Regions from separate parts of the Oryzias latipes genome. Here region 1 is linked to region 2. Evidence: chromatin contacts called from public Hi-C data. All regions are on one chromosome and are shown on one strand. Each heading gives the region's core, a stretch centred on a gene start, on an enhancer-like site or on the middle of the called end of the contact. The rest is flanking DNA. Distances are from core to core; before and after follow the strand shown. Region 1 holds the start of LOC101168438 (chloride intracellular channel protein 5). Region 2 holds the start of tmem163 (transmembrane protein 163).

Region 1 (6,519 bases), core at 2,748-5,247, 140 kb before region 2:
AGGTTCACGTGTCCCCAGAGGCCGGTTCGCTTCAGCTCTGACACCAGCAGGCCGATGTTATCGTCAACCTGGTGAAGGAAAGCTCTGCGTCATTTCCCAGGAAAGACTTGAACATTTTATAAACGTTGGATGAAAATAATACATTTTCAGATTAAATTGGTCCTTTGTTGTAGCCGTAACATCTTCAGCTTCTATACAAAGTCTTTTGGGGAGAAACTCTCAATGTGGAGCGACCAAACACAAATGTATCCCGAGAACCTTGCACCAGCTCCATTTTTAGCATACATCCACCACCAACTGATGTCAAATTGGGTAGATCAAAGCAATTGATGGTACATTCCATTGGTACAAGACTACAGTCTCATGCTAATGATATTTAAAAAATAAAGAAATAGGGGACTCAAGACCTTAGGGAACTCCACATCATATGTGCTGGTCTAGTCTGTAATGACTTATATACACACACACACTTTCTTTTCTTTAAGATAAACTATTTAAAACCAATAATCAAGCTTCAAACCCTGTAATATAACTTGAGGCTACCTTAATGGTTTTGGACGGAGACAGGACCTCCACATTTTTTACGTACCGTGTTTTTCGCACTACTGAAAAAAAAAAATTGTGCGCCTTTTATAGTGTGGAAAAGTGGTGTACTGGTTGTATTGTTGCCATTTGCGTCATTTTGGTCAAACTTTTGCTTGAGACTTGGTGAGACTAACCTGATGTGAACGGAAACCCATACCATGAAACTCCTGCTGCAGTTTTTATGCTATCTTTTAAATGGGAAGAATGGCAGACCTCTTCAGATAATCAGATTTGTTATTTTCAATGCTGTTGTGTGCTACAAAGCTTTATCTTTTTCTTGAGTTGTCAACTTTGAAACAATACCATTGAGGTGTCAGTAGTTGAAAACCTTTGGTTGCAACAACCACAAAAAGTTAAACGGCTAAGCACTTTACTTTTAACATATGAAATGCGTTTAAATTTGTGCTACTGACTATATTGTTGTAACGACTATACATTTAGTGAATGATCCTACCTCCTTCAACACTTTAGCCATTGCCGTGGTGTTGTCAGGCCCAAAAAAGTGACCCGATCGGTCCGGTTCCTCCCAGTAAAGAGCTGTAAACATCACTCCTGGCTCCTGGCGAACAAACATTGCATGACGCCAAACAGCAACTAAGCATTTCTCCTTGAAGGTGGAGAAACGAATAAATGCTGCAGACCTACCGTTCCGTTTCCCAACATCCAGCTTGTCACGTTCCCCAATCGTTCCTGGAAGGTTATATCAGAGTTGTATGGGAAGAAGTGTGTGGCCGTGCGGTTGCCGATCAGCACATCAGAGCCGGGCCACATAACAGCCGCCGTCTTGTAGCCGGAGTCGAGAGCGGTGAGCCAAAGGGGCTCCGCCTCGCTCCACCACGCCGGGTCGGTGTCATTCTTGATGTTAAAGTGCTTGTGGCTGATGGGGTCGAACATATTGGAGGCCAAAATGCCGTGGGACTCTGCGAACAGCCCTGTAACCTACCAAGAACCAATCAGGGTGTTTTCAAATAATACAAGAAGGATTTCTTCATATAAACATTGACAGCATAAACAAAACTCACTAAGCTGTAGTGGTTGGGAAAAGTCTTGGTGATGAAGACGTTCGTGAGCTCCTCCACCAAGACGCCCTCACTGTATAGGAGTTTGAGGTTCTGCATGGGGAACCGGTTCAAGTAGTCAGCTCGGAAGCCGTCAAAGGACACCAGCAACAGCGGCAGAGGGGGAACCATGTCTTTTTCTGTGGCGGAAACGCCGCACAGGAAGCCCACAAGTATTTCAAGCAACATCCTGAAAGCACGGCAAAGACGAAATACTAGATCAGGTGTCGTTTCTGAACAGAAATGATGAAAATGTCAAAAAATAAATAAAAATCAGTCAACAAAACCCAAACCATTTTTTATGCAAATCTTCCCTTTGCTCTTTTTAGTTCGTTTTTTATCAGAGGGTGTGAAAGTTTCCGTTCAAAACCACATTAAGGAAATACCAAGCAGCTCATAACAAACCATCAGATGGTCTCTCATGATATTACCTAGAAAAACGGCTTTCTCTGAAACCACTGTTTATATGAAACAACTAGAACCTGTTTAGTTAGAGGCTGAATGAGGCATAATTCAAATTCTGATAAGTTGCATTGGCATTTGGGGGGGGGGGGGAATAAACCAGTTCTGCTACTTTTCTCTTACAATGCACCCAAGAACGTTATGTTTAGTAGCAACTCTAGGTTACATCAGGTCTTTTAGGTTATCCACATTTTTTAAAAATCAGATTTTTTAAATATAATTTCTTCACTCATTTAGCAAATAAATAAAAAAAGATATTTTGTATTTTAGCGACTACAAAAATATATATTTTTTGAAGTTTCTATCATTTGTTTATAAAACTGTGAAAAACTAAGACTTCCGTAAAACCATCTGAAAACAGACAATTTACACTTTATTTTCATCACTTCGTTCTGTTTTTTAAATAAAAAGAACCATCATTTCTCGCTTCAGTATCAGCAAAAACACTTTAAAAAGAAATCCCACTCTCTTTTTGATACACAATTATAAAAAACAAAAAATTGTAGTCGCATTTTCATTGAAATTTCCATACATTTTGAAAAACCAAACCAGGAAGTCATCCTGGTAAGATAACAAAAGGAAAGATAATCAAACTAACCAAAAGAGACTATAGCTGATCAACTGATGTCAAACAATTGTTTGTTGAATTTTAACCGAGCAATTTGATTGACAATTTTGAGAGTAAAGTCATGTTTCTTAGTAGTTAGCCCGAACAATAGCATCGGTTACTTTGCTCGGTCTTTTTGCTGTTAAGCTAGCTGTGATGATGGCGGCGTTACCTGTTGGGGGGCGCACAGGTGGGCATCACCCTCACGACGCCGGTGACATTAACTTTCCCGACTACTACGACAACGACCTCATCGATCCACCAGCACTGAATCCACGCATTTTGAAATAAAAAGACGTCAACATAAACTGAATCGCTTTGGCCACTTCCGGTATCGAATTTCAAAATACGTGGCGCGCACATATTAAGTCAAATAAATTGCGTATTTGTTTTTCGGAATTTATACACGTTTTTCCTTTAAGTCGAGTTTTATATGTCTCAACGATTAAAATTTAGTCTATACCGTCGTATAATCTCGTTTTATGATAAAGTTTAAAAGAAAATGCTTTTATTTTGACATTGAAACTTAGTTTTCAATGTTAAGTGTGGAATCTTTACTCGGATTTAACTGACAGGTCAAACAGCCAATCAAACGGACTTCAGATGGGACGAAACTAGATCCTTATTTGTAATTAGGTAATCTTTATTTACTTACTTTAAAAAACTATTTATTAGCAAAAATAATACAATATTTTATGACTTCAAATATTCATTTAAATTATACTTTTACTATAATTCTGCTTCAACGATATATGATTTTTTTTCCCCTAAAAAATGTAATTTTTTGGCACCACATTGTCGGACAGTTTTTATAATCAAAGATATGATTTTTTAAGGTTTTATTTTATTTATAGATAAACATTTTATTTTGAATTTTCTGCTTGGGTTTTAGCTTAAATTGAGATAATAAAATTACTTTTTTTTTTAAATGTATGATTTATTTTTTGTGTATTTCACGTTTATTTTGATCTTTTTTTTTTAATATTTCCTTGAGTACTACGCACATCTGAAACTTTATTTAAACAAAAAAGTTACACATTTTTAGGACTTTTAGCCACCAGCGGACTCCATGGTTGCATCTGTTCTTCTCGGCCCTGACGAAAAGCATCATGATGATGTTTGACATTCAACTGGGAGGAACCATGACTGAAGCTGGAGTGATCTCCTTTGGGTCAGGGGTTTTGATGATAAGTGACTTTATGAAGATGTGGCCCTTCACTCATCCACAGCCATAAAATGCGCTGAAGATCAGTGTTTTCCTTGCGATCACCCATCCCTGTACAAAGTCCTGTGTTGCTTCTTGATAAGGGAGCCGCTCTTGACATTTCAGTCGCTCTGCTGTGAAGCCGGATCCAGTCCTCTCGCCTTCTTCACTGACGATGGATCACGTGTATGAAACCCCACAGAACCCCTACCAGAATGACAACCCGTACGAGATGCCGCATGAATCGGAGTATGAGGAAATCTCAAATATTTACGAGAACTCCGGATCAAACGGCACAGAGATACCTGAGCCCCCTGCCTTGCCAGCACCCGCTCTTTTGGCAGAGGAGCGACGGGGCAGCTCATCCTCATCCTCATCTTCATCCTCTTCCTCATCCTCCTCAGACAGCGACGAGAATGAGGCGTTGGAGAAAAGCAGCAAGGAGGAGATAGAGGCCAAAAAACAGAGCGACGAAGATGAGAAGGAAGACAAAAAGAAAGAAGAAAGCGAGGACAGCGACAGCAGTGACAGCAGCGACAGCAGCGACAAAGAGAGCACAAAAGACACTGAAGAAGAAAAGGGGGCAGTCGAAGGGAACTCCAAGGAGTTGAACTGGGACAGTGGGTTTCCAGAGGTGGATGGGGAGCACTCCTCACGTCGATCCTCATCTTCTTCCTCATCTTCATCGTCAGCGTCCGAAAAAGAGGAGCCAGAACGTCAAGGAGATGATTTGAAGGTCACACTTTACGTCAAGGTATGAAGCAAGCATTCTAGCAGCATAAAGCCAAAAATAAAAATGTATCGGGTTTGAACCAAGAAATGTGACAAAGTTGATAAGTTTACACTGAATTTTTAGCAGACTGTCCCACCGCAACGTTGTGGTTTTTAGGAGTTTATGCTTGTGAACATGTGTGTTTGTAGTGCCAGGAAATTATACAGTGCTTCTAAATATAGCAAAAGCTGAGCTAACAAGATTGTTCTGAATACTTTTGTGAGTACTAGCTAACTATTTTTCTAGTTAGCTTGCTAGCTACATTGGTAGATCTTACATCAATTTAGCTAAAACAACTTCTACAGTTTTTTTTATCCATGTAACTACCAAACTAAATCGTTACATAACTAAACTACAGTTTAGTTATCAAACCAGATTGGGAGCCAGCTAGCTAGCTGAACTTGTACCTATTTACCAATTCAGATAGCAGACTAGAAAGGAGGGTAGATAGCTACAAAGATACACAGTCCACCAACCAAATTTAAAGTAGTAATTTAGCCTTTCTAGTTTAAGTCAAGCCAATTGGTTAAAGTTGTAAAAGTGTGGATTCGCTTGAGTGTTACGTAACAGATGAAGGCGTGGGAGAGTTTCAAGCGGAAGTTCTCAGCACAACAAAAGCTGGGTGTGGTGTGCGTGCAACAGCAATGCAAAACTCACCTGTTGTGTTAGTATGGAGAATGAAATGCAATTGTGGGCCTTCACCCATACAGAGATGGACGTTTTAGCGCACTGCTTTGCAACAGGAAGTGGCTTTATGAGCGATCTCTGGATTTTCCTGTTCCGATTTTTTTTTCTTTTCAGCACTCGGTTATCCATCTAACCGTTAAAAGGTTACTATCACGAAGTGTGAATCTGTTACATAATCTGCAACTTCCACTCTAAAGTTCAGCTGCGGTGGACAGTACAAGCGCCATAAATTTTATACTTTCCACTACACACACGTATATTACTGCCATATAAGTGAGTAGGGTCCTAAAGTGAGAGATCAAAGTCTGTCGTTTGTGGAAGAGACACTTTCAGGCAAAGAGAAGCCAACAAGTCCACAACTATTTCAATAGTTAACAAAAGCGACAGCGTTACACAAGAATTCTAGCTTAAACCAGCACCGCTGAGAGGACAAGCCATTGGCTGTGGCTTAGGAAAAGTGACATCACATGGAAAAAAATGACCCAACTAAGGCTTGATCAACCTTTGGTGGGCCTACCTCAGATTAGGGTATATTGTGATTAATGGCTGAAACACTCTAAGATGTTGAGGTACACAACAAATGTCATTTTGACCAAACTTTTCCTTGAAATGGTAAATGGCGTATACTTATGTAGTTTTTTCTAACTTCCTCGAAGGCCCATAGTGCTTTACAACAAATGTGTCTCGCAGGTGAAACTTAATGGAAGTCCTTTCTACAACATTATAAATTGACCTAAATCTGCACATAAAAACAAATCGTTGCAAACATTTTTTTAAGTGTAAAATGGTTCAAGACATGTGACTCTTGGCTAAATTATGGGACCAGTGAGAGATTTTTTTTTCTTTTTAGCTGTCAGCACGTCTAGGAGGTTTATTGGCGTCCATTGAAGTCTAACCTAATAATTTAAAACAAAAGAAGTATTTAGTATTTAAACGATATTGAATCAATAACCCATAAACATAATAGTGAGGTACAAAAAAAATATCACCTGACAGTAGGCCTGCACAATAAATCACAAATTTATCATTATCTCTATATCAAGCTGTGCAATACGCATATCGCAAAAGTCTGCAAAGGTTGCGACAAATGGTAACCTTAAATGTGCTAAAAACAATCTTATGGCAGCTCGAAGTTTTTAACAAA
Region 2 (6,595 bases), core at 1,280-3,779:
TACAGACGCCACCATGTTGAACCCAGACGTCAGTAAGCAGCGATTGGTCCGAGTTGGGCTGAGTCGATGTTTTTATGGGAACCACTCCCGCCAATCAGGAGTGAGCTTGTTGGAAGGCCACACCCCTACCACTTCAAAGCAGGCTACACGAAACATGTCAATCAAACATTTAAAATGTTTTATGCGAGACCACTTACTTTTCTTGGGGCATCTGATTGGTCAGATTATCACTTGAAAAACTTCAACTACAAAGAAAACGCAAACTAATTAGGGGAGTCGGACGAGTTACTCAGTCTAGTTCTTAAATACGGTGAAGGGTCTGCCATGATCCTGGGATTGATTCCATGTTCGTAGAAAAGACTCTTCTTCTAATTGCCGATCATGTTTTTTCTATCTAGTCGTTTTTTAAGCCATAAAACAACAAACGACTCCTTTACTTTTAGACTAGTTCAACCAACCCGACTCAGGTAAGAGGTGCAAAGCGATAGCGCTACTTTCCCACCATCCAAGGTCAGTCCAAAGCCCTCCAGACCTGGAGGGTGTCTAGTCTTACAGCAGAGTCTGCGATACGTTCTGGTCACATGACCGGAAAATTGAATCTTTTTCCCCATCAGGAATGTTGCAGACGCGAGAGCAGAGAGTGACTGACCCCCTTCCCACCCCCCACACACCAGGTCAGCGGCCACCGTGAGTCAGAAGTCCCGAGCTCACATCCTTGGTCATGTGAGCTCACGCTGATGAGATAATGGACATCTGTGGTCTGCTCCTAAGGGACGTCTTTCCTGATCTACGGATCCAATTCCAACTGGGATTTTGCAGATACCTTCACGTTCTAAAACTATAAAGAGTTCCCCGGTTTATTTTGAAGGGCAATGAAAGTGTAGAACAAACATGGGAAGAGTTTTATTTTTACGAGCTGCTGCGTGATGACAGACCTGCAGGGCGTGACCCTCATAAGCAAACCTGTCCTTCAGCTGAAGAACGTCTGCGATTTCCCATTCTACTCACTGAAAGCAGCCACGGCCAGGATGATGGTGGCCACTATGGACGCCCACGACACCCACAGGGCTTTCTTGCGGAAGCTCTGGGCTTCGTGAGGCTTTAGGCGCATGCTGCTCTCCAGAAGACCTGCAGGCGATACGCAGGGCAAAGTGACGCCCAGAGTTCCACTCACGTTTAGTTACTTTTGTTATTACAACGTCAACAAAACACAAATACACAACATTTGACAAAAATATGTCTACGTTTGGGAATTTTCACCACAAAAAAAAAAGGTTCATTTCACACAGAAACACAACTTCATCTTTGGGTTTTGCAAAAAAAAAGAAATTTCAGTTAAAACATTTGATGGTTTATCTACACATACATTGTTTTACTTTAATGACTATGCTATTACAAAGTGCCTTTTTTTTCTTTCGATTTTCGATGTTTGTAGTAGGGCTACACGAAATGAGCAAAACTTGCCATATGCGATATTAGTGATCAATATTGCGATAACGATATAATTTGCGGTATATAAACAAATAGCAAAACAACCAAAAACATCATTACCATTTCATTGCAACAGTTTAAAATTTATACTCCAAATGACCCTTGTTGGTGTAGGAGGCAAACATCTAACATAAAGGGCTCTTCTGATTGGTCAACAACGTGAACTGGTCCATCCGATTGGTCAAATGCATAAATGGATTTATTTGATTAGTTAAATGCTGACATAAGATTGTTTTAGCACATTAAAGGTTACTATTTAATGCGATTTTTGCTGACTTTTGCAATATGGATATTGCACTGCTTGATATTGCGATAACGATAAATTTGCAGTATATTGTGCAAGACTAGTTTGTAGCTTTTTCAGCTAATTAGAAATTTTTTATAATATCATAATAATATGAAAACTTTTTTTTAACTAATCCAAACTTCTAGATTTAAAAAATAAAATAATTCTGCTTTTGTAGAAATTATCAATCTGGTTTTATAAAATAAAAGTCCCCCTTTGTAGAAATTATCAATCAGGATTAATAAAATAAAAGTCTGCCTTTGTAGAAAATAAATTAGAATTTCTTAAATAATTTTCTGCTCAAGTAGAAAAACATTGTATAAATTAAAAGTCTGCTTTTGCAATAATAACTCGGGACGGTTTTTGGGTGGCGCGTGAGTCCCAATGGTAGCAGACACCACCCACCTCGGTCCTCTATGCTGTCCGTGATCTTCATCTCCTGGTCCATCTTGAAGCCCTCTCCGGGACCCTCCGCTTCGGCTTTCCGCTGCTCCTCTTGGGGCTGCGTCGGCTCGCTCTGGCCGTTCACCAGCGCGGGCTCCACGGCGGCGGCGGTTCGGTTCGGCGGCGGTTCGGTCATGTTGTCTCTAAAAATGTCTCACCTGCCTGAGAGGAGCCGCTCAGACACAGAGGGAGGGGGGAGGGGGGGAGTCCTCGTGGAGTTGGGATCCCAGCTGCGCCAAATCACATACTGTGCACGAGCCGCAACCGGAAATTTGAGGGTTTGGATTTCAAAAATAAAGGCACAGTTCTTTGTTTTGAAAAAAAAAAAAAAAAAAAGTTGTAAGCTCTTTCTTGCATGTGTTTAAAAAAGTCATTTGAAACGAAAAGTAGGTCATTTGTGTTTGGTATTTAAAGAACAATCCTGTTATGCTGGATAACAATTTAATTAAACTGATATAATAAGACTAATAATTAAAAAGGGGGCAAATCCAAAGCTGTTTTAAAAACATAATTCTACAATAGCTTTTTCTACAAAAGCTTTAGACACACATCTTAGACACACAAATATATAAATAAATGTATAAAATTGTATCTATAACTAAATATTTAATAGAAAGCAATGACTTTTAATAGTCACTGTCGCAGGTAAAGTTATCAAATATTAATACCTATATACTTAATACTTTTACATTTTTTGTATTATTTTTTTTTGTTATTTAGAAAAAATATATCACTGTTTTTATATAGAATGGAATATTTTATTTGTGTTGCACTAAAAGCCATTCTATACCCTGATGCCCATTTTAGAAGAAGTGATCTAATAAGAGTTCAAACGTGGCTATTTCTTTGTTTCTTAATGCGTCTAACTTTCATTCATCTTTAAAAACATTTTGGGGACTTTCGCCGACGCTGACAGACGTCAAATCTGTCCTGTCAAAGTTGAATTAGCAATTTATTTTGAAAGCGTTGACCGGAAGGGGCGCCTCTATCGCGTTTACAGACAGTGAAAGATTGTGCGCTTCAATGATTTGGTGCGCAGAGTCAGGTAACAAATAACAGAAAAAGCCGAGCCGTCCTGTTACAGTCACACCTGCACTCTAATTACGAACATTTGAGGATTCCTAGAAAAAAAAGGAACCAGCAGAAATTATTCAAAAAAGGTACTGGGAAAAATATGGTAAATTTACATCGTCACTAAAAAGGGGAATAAAGATTTTCTGCCTCTTATTTATGTCAATACTTTTTGCAATCACAAACAATAAATAATAATCCTACAAATCACATGAAAATAGAGTTGGTGCTGCTGACCCTTCATTTTTGTCACTTGCTGCCATCTAGAGGATCATTTCAGTACTGCACCACTCACATTTAAATGAATCAAAACGTTGAGGAAAACCAATAAACAAAGCATCAGAAATGAGAGGAAAGAAAAAGACACATTCCATAAACATTGTTAGCCTAATGGGGCACACACCTGCTACATAATAATAATCAAAAGTATCCCATAATGATTGAGATACTTTGCCACAATGCATATGTTGTAGCAAACAAATAAAGAAATGAGGCTCCTGACACAAAACATTTGGGACAACCAGTAGAGAAAAACAACAGCAAATTGTCAAAATAGTGCTAATCCCAAAAAATGCATTTTAATTTTTAAGAAGGGGGGGGGGGGCAGGTTTTCTGTCAATTTAGTGCTAAAACGCTTCAATTACTGGGTCAATTACCATATCAATGGCGAGCATTAACATCACCCAGTAAGGGCCCTTAGGCAAAACCCTTAACTCTACTGCCCCCCGGGTGCGGTTAGGCTGCAGCTCACTGCTCCCCCAGGGGATGGGTCAAATGCGGAGAAGAATTTTCCCATTGTGGGATAAACAAAGTATCAATTATTATTATTATTATTATTCTAGTAAGAAAATGTTAAATGTGTAATCCAAGATCATCTTGTTCAAAAAATGCATTTTTTACTTGTATTTTTTGTCCTATTTAATTGTGGCTGTATAACTAACCTGGTTTGATTATTTATGTCTATTTTCTTAAATTTCTATTTATTAAAATAAACAATATCATTTCATATACAGAGCATATTTTTTTATTTGTGTTGATAATCTATTAAAATGCATCAAATTAGTCAAAACCAAATTGATTTCAATTGAAAATACTATGATCCCACTTTTGTATATTATATTTAGTGCTTTGTGACCCAAATCCTCCAGAAAATGAGATTAACAAGAAATGTAGAGTAACATTTATTCCAGAAAGCTCTAAAGTCACAAGTGGGACATTGTGTAGTTCATATATCTTTTAACTTATGCTGTGTACACTTTAAAATATTTTTTACAGCTAGGATTTTATTTTGAAATCATTTTATGCTAATTTAGAAAGACAAAAGTAAAAGTTTAGGAAGCATCATCCTAATGAAACATAAAAATTGTTTGAAAATCTGGCAGCATTTAAATAATAAGAGACCCTTTTATTTTTCATAATTAATAACATTTATTAAATATTAATAATAAAAACAATAATTAATAAAAAATGTATTGTAATGTATAAATGTCAAGAAAGACACAAATTAAGAGAATATTATATCTTAAATATATTTATATATTTGTTTAAGTACTGATAAAAAATAAAGTAAATATCATAATAAATTAAATATTTATAAATTATTCACTTTTATTGGCGCAAACTCTTGTGGAACCCTCCCCCCCAAAAAAGCATTACACAAAGTGGCCACTAGGGGCGCTGTCAAAAAACACCATTACCGGTTTTTTCGCCGTCGTTGCGTGTTTCCGCCGCCTCGCTCCCTCCCTCCCGATGCTAGCACCGTCGGGCTCGGCTGCGGGAGCGTAATGGCGGTGCACCGGGGACCCTCTACGAAATGGCTCTTCACCCGGGAGCAGCTGGAAAACACGCCGTCCCGCCGCTGCGGAATCGAGGCCGACCGGGAACTGTCCTACCGGCAGCAGGCCGCCAACCTGATCCAGGACATCGGCCAGAGGCTCAACGTGTATCCTTGTTGGTTAGCCGGTAAACAGCTCGGCTAGCGCTGCTAGCTCACTTTAAGCTCGATTTCCCAGCATGCTTCCAATTAGATTTCAGCTTTTATGTTACTATTACGTCATTCGACGTCATCCACAATTCGTCTTAAAGTAATTATTTAAACTTTAAGCTGTTTTGGTGGATGTTCGCTCGCTTTTGCTAAATGCTAGTCGGTAAAGCCATTGTCTGGCCTCTTTCTATTGTTAGCTCCTGACTACGACGCCAAAACAGGGGAGGAAAAAAAAAACCTTACGCACCTAAACGTCATTTATTACAATATCATTTTTTGCAACATGTTTCCTTCAATCTGCTCTTCCGTAATGGGTTTGTCTACGTATTTTCCTCAACTGCGCATTCAGCTCCCAGCTAATAATCAACACCGCCATAGTTTACATGCATAGGTTTTATATGATCCACTCCTTCACCAAGTTCCACAGGAATGTAAGTATTGGGGGTCTTGTGTGTGTGTGTGTGTGTGTGTGTGTTTGTTTGTGGGGGTTTTAATGTGAAGTCCTGGTGTGAACCCGCTTCCTCCCTGGATCACAGATCATCTCTCAGACCACGCTGTTCCTGGCAGCTAAGGTGGAAGAGCAGCCCAGGAAGCTGGAGCACGTCATTAAAATGGCCCATGCCTTCATTAACCCGCAGGAGCCGGCCTTAGACACCAAAAGCAGTGTGAGTTAAGCTTCCGTCTGGCTCCTCTGTTGGCAGATCTGGGGGGTACCACAACTGTCGAGAGTGACCTCTGACCCTCAGGTGGGGAGCATAGAGACCCACTCTGATGGAAGTGCGGTCTTCCACATGTTCTTGTGGCTATATATTAGGAAAATGAAGCCTTCCTGAGTTTTTCTTTATTTAAATTGTGAAAAAGATCGTATGCGTGACGTAGAAACTACAAAACCACAATCCGAGCTGGATTTGGCTCGACACTGTTATTGCTCACCATTTCCGTTGCACCATACGGGTATGTGAACCCTGGACGACCAGGGAGGGTCTTCTTCTTCTTCTTCTTCTTCTTCTTCTTCTTCTTCTTCTTCTTCTTCTTCTTCTTCTTCTTCTTCTTCTTCTTCTTCTTCTTCTTCTTCTTCTTCTTCTTCTTCTTCTTCTTCTTCTTCTTCTTCTTCTTCTTCTTCTTCTTCTTCTTCTTCTTCTTCTTCTTCTTCTTCTTCTTCTTCTTCTTCTTCTTCTTCTTCTTCTTCTTCTTCTTCTTCTTCTTCTTCTTCTTCTTCTTCTTCTTCTTCTACTTTCTAGTGCATATCCGCCACCTACAGTTGGAAGAGGCTTGGTCCAAATTTGGTGAATCTTTGCTCCAGGCTTTCCTTTCCCAGC

Evidence for each region. A called contact is a pair of places that touch in the nucleus more often than the background predicts.
Region 1: a contact with region 2 is called in a Hi-C map of embryo, with 1.7 times the contacts expected there. The contact joins the promoter of LOC101168438 here to the promoter of tmem163 in region 2. A contact is called at or near these places in 2 of 5 Hi-C or Micro-C datasets (embryo and fibroblasts).

What each region holds. Positions count from the first base shown.
Region 1 is chr2:18,034,767-18,041,285 of ASM223467v1, reverse strand. LOC101168438 (chloride intracellular channel protein 5) reads left to right here and starts at 3,997. Exons shown (of 6, transcript XM_011484691.3): 1 at 3,997-4,670. The coding sequence starts at 4,092. It overlaps enpp4 (bis(5'-adenosyl)-triphosphatase ENPP4), which reads right to left and starts at 3,158. Exons shown (of 9, transcript XR_910160.3): 1 at 2,885-3,158; 2 at 1,608-1,833; 3 at 1,231-1,524; 4 at 1,040-1,144; 5 at 1-68. LOC110016364 (a long non-coding RNA gene) reads right to left here. Exons shown (of 3, transcript XR_002291645.2): 3 at 4,491-4,596.
Region 2 is chr2:17,896,601-17,903,195 of ASM223467v1, reverse strand. It overlaps tmem163 (transmembrane protein 163), which reads right to left and starts at 2,529. Exons shown (of 8, transcript XM_004066573.4): 1 at 2,183-2,529; 2 at 1,009-1,128. The coding sequence starts at 2,357. LOC101157196 (cyclin-T2) reads left to right here and starts at 4,986. Exons shown (of 10, transcript XM_023965499.1): 1 at 4,986-5,234; 2 at 5,626-5,707; 3 at 5,813-5,941. The coding sequence starts at 5,077.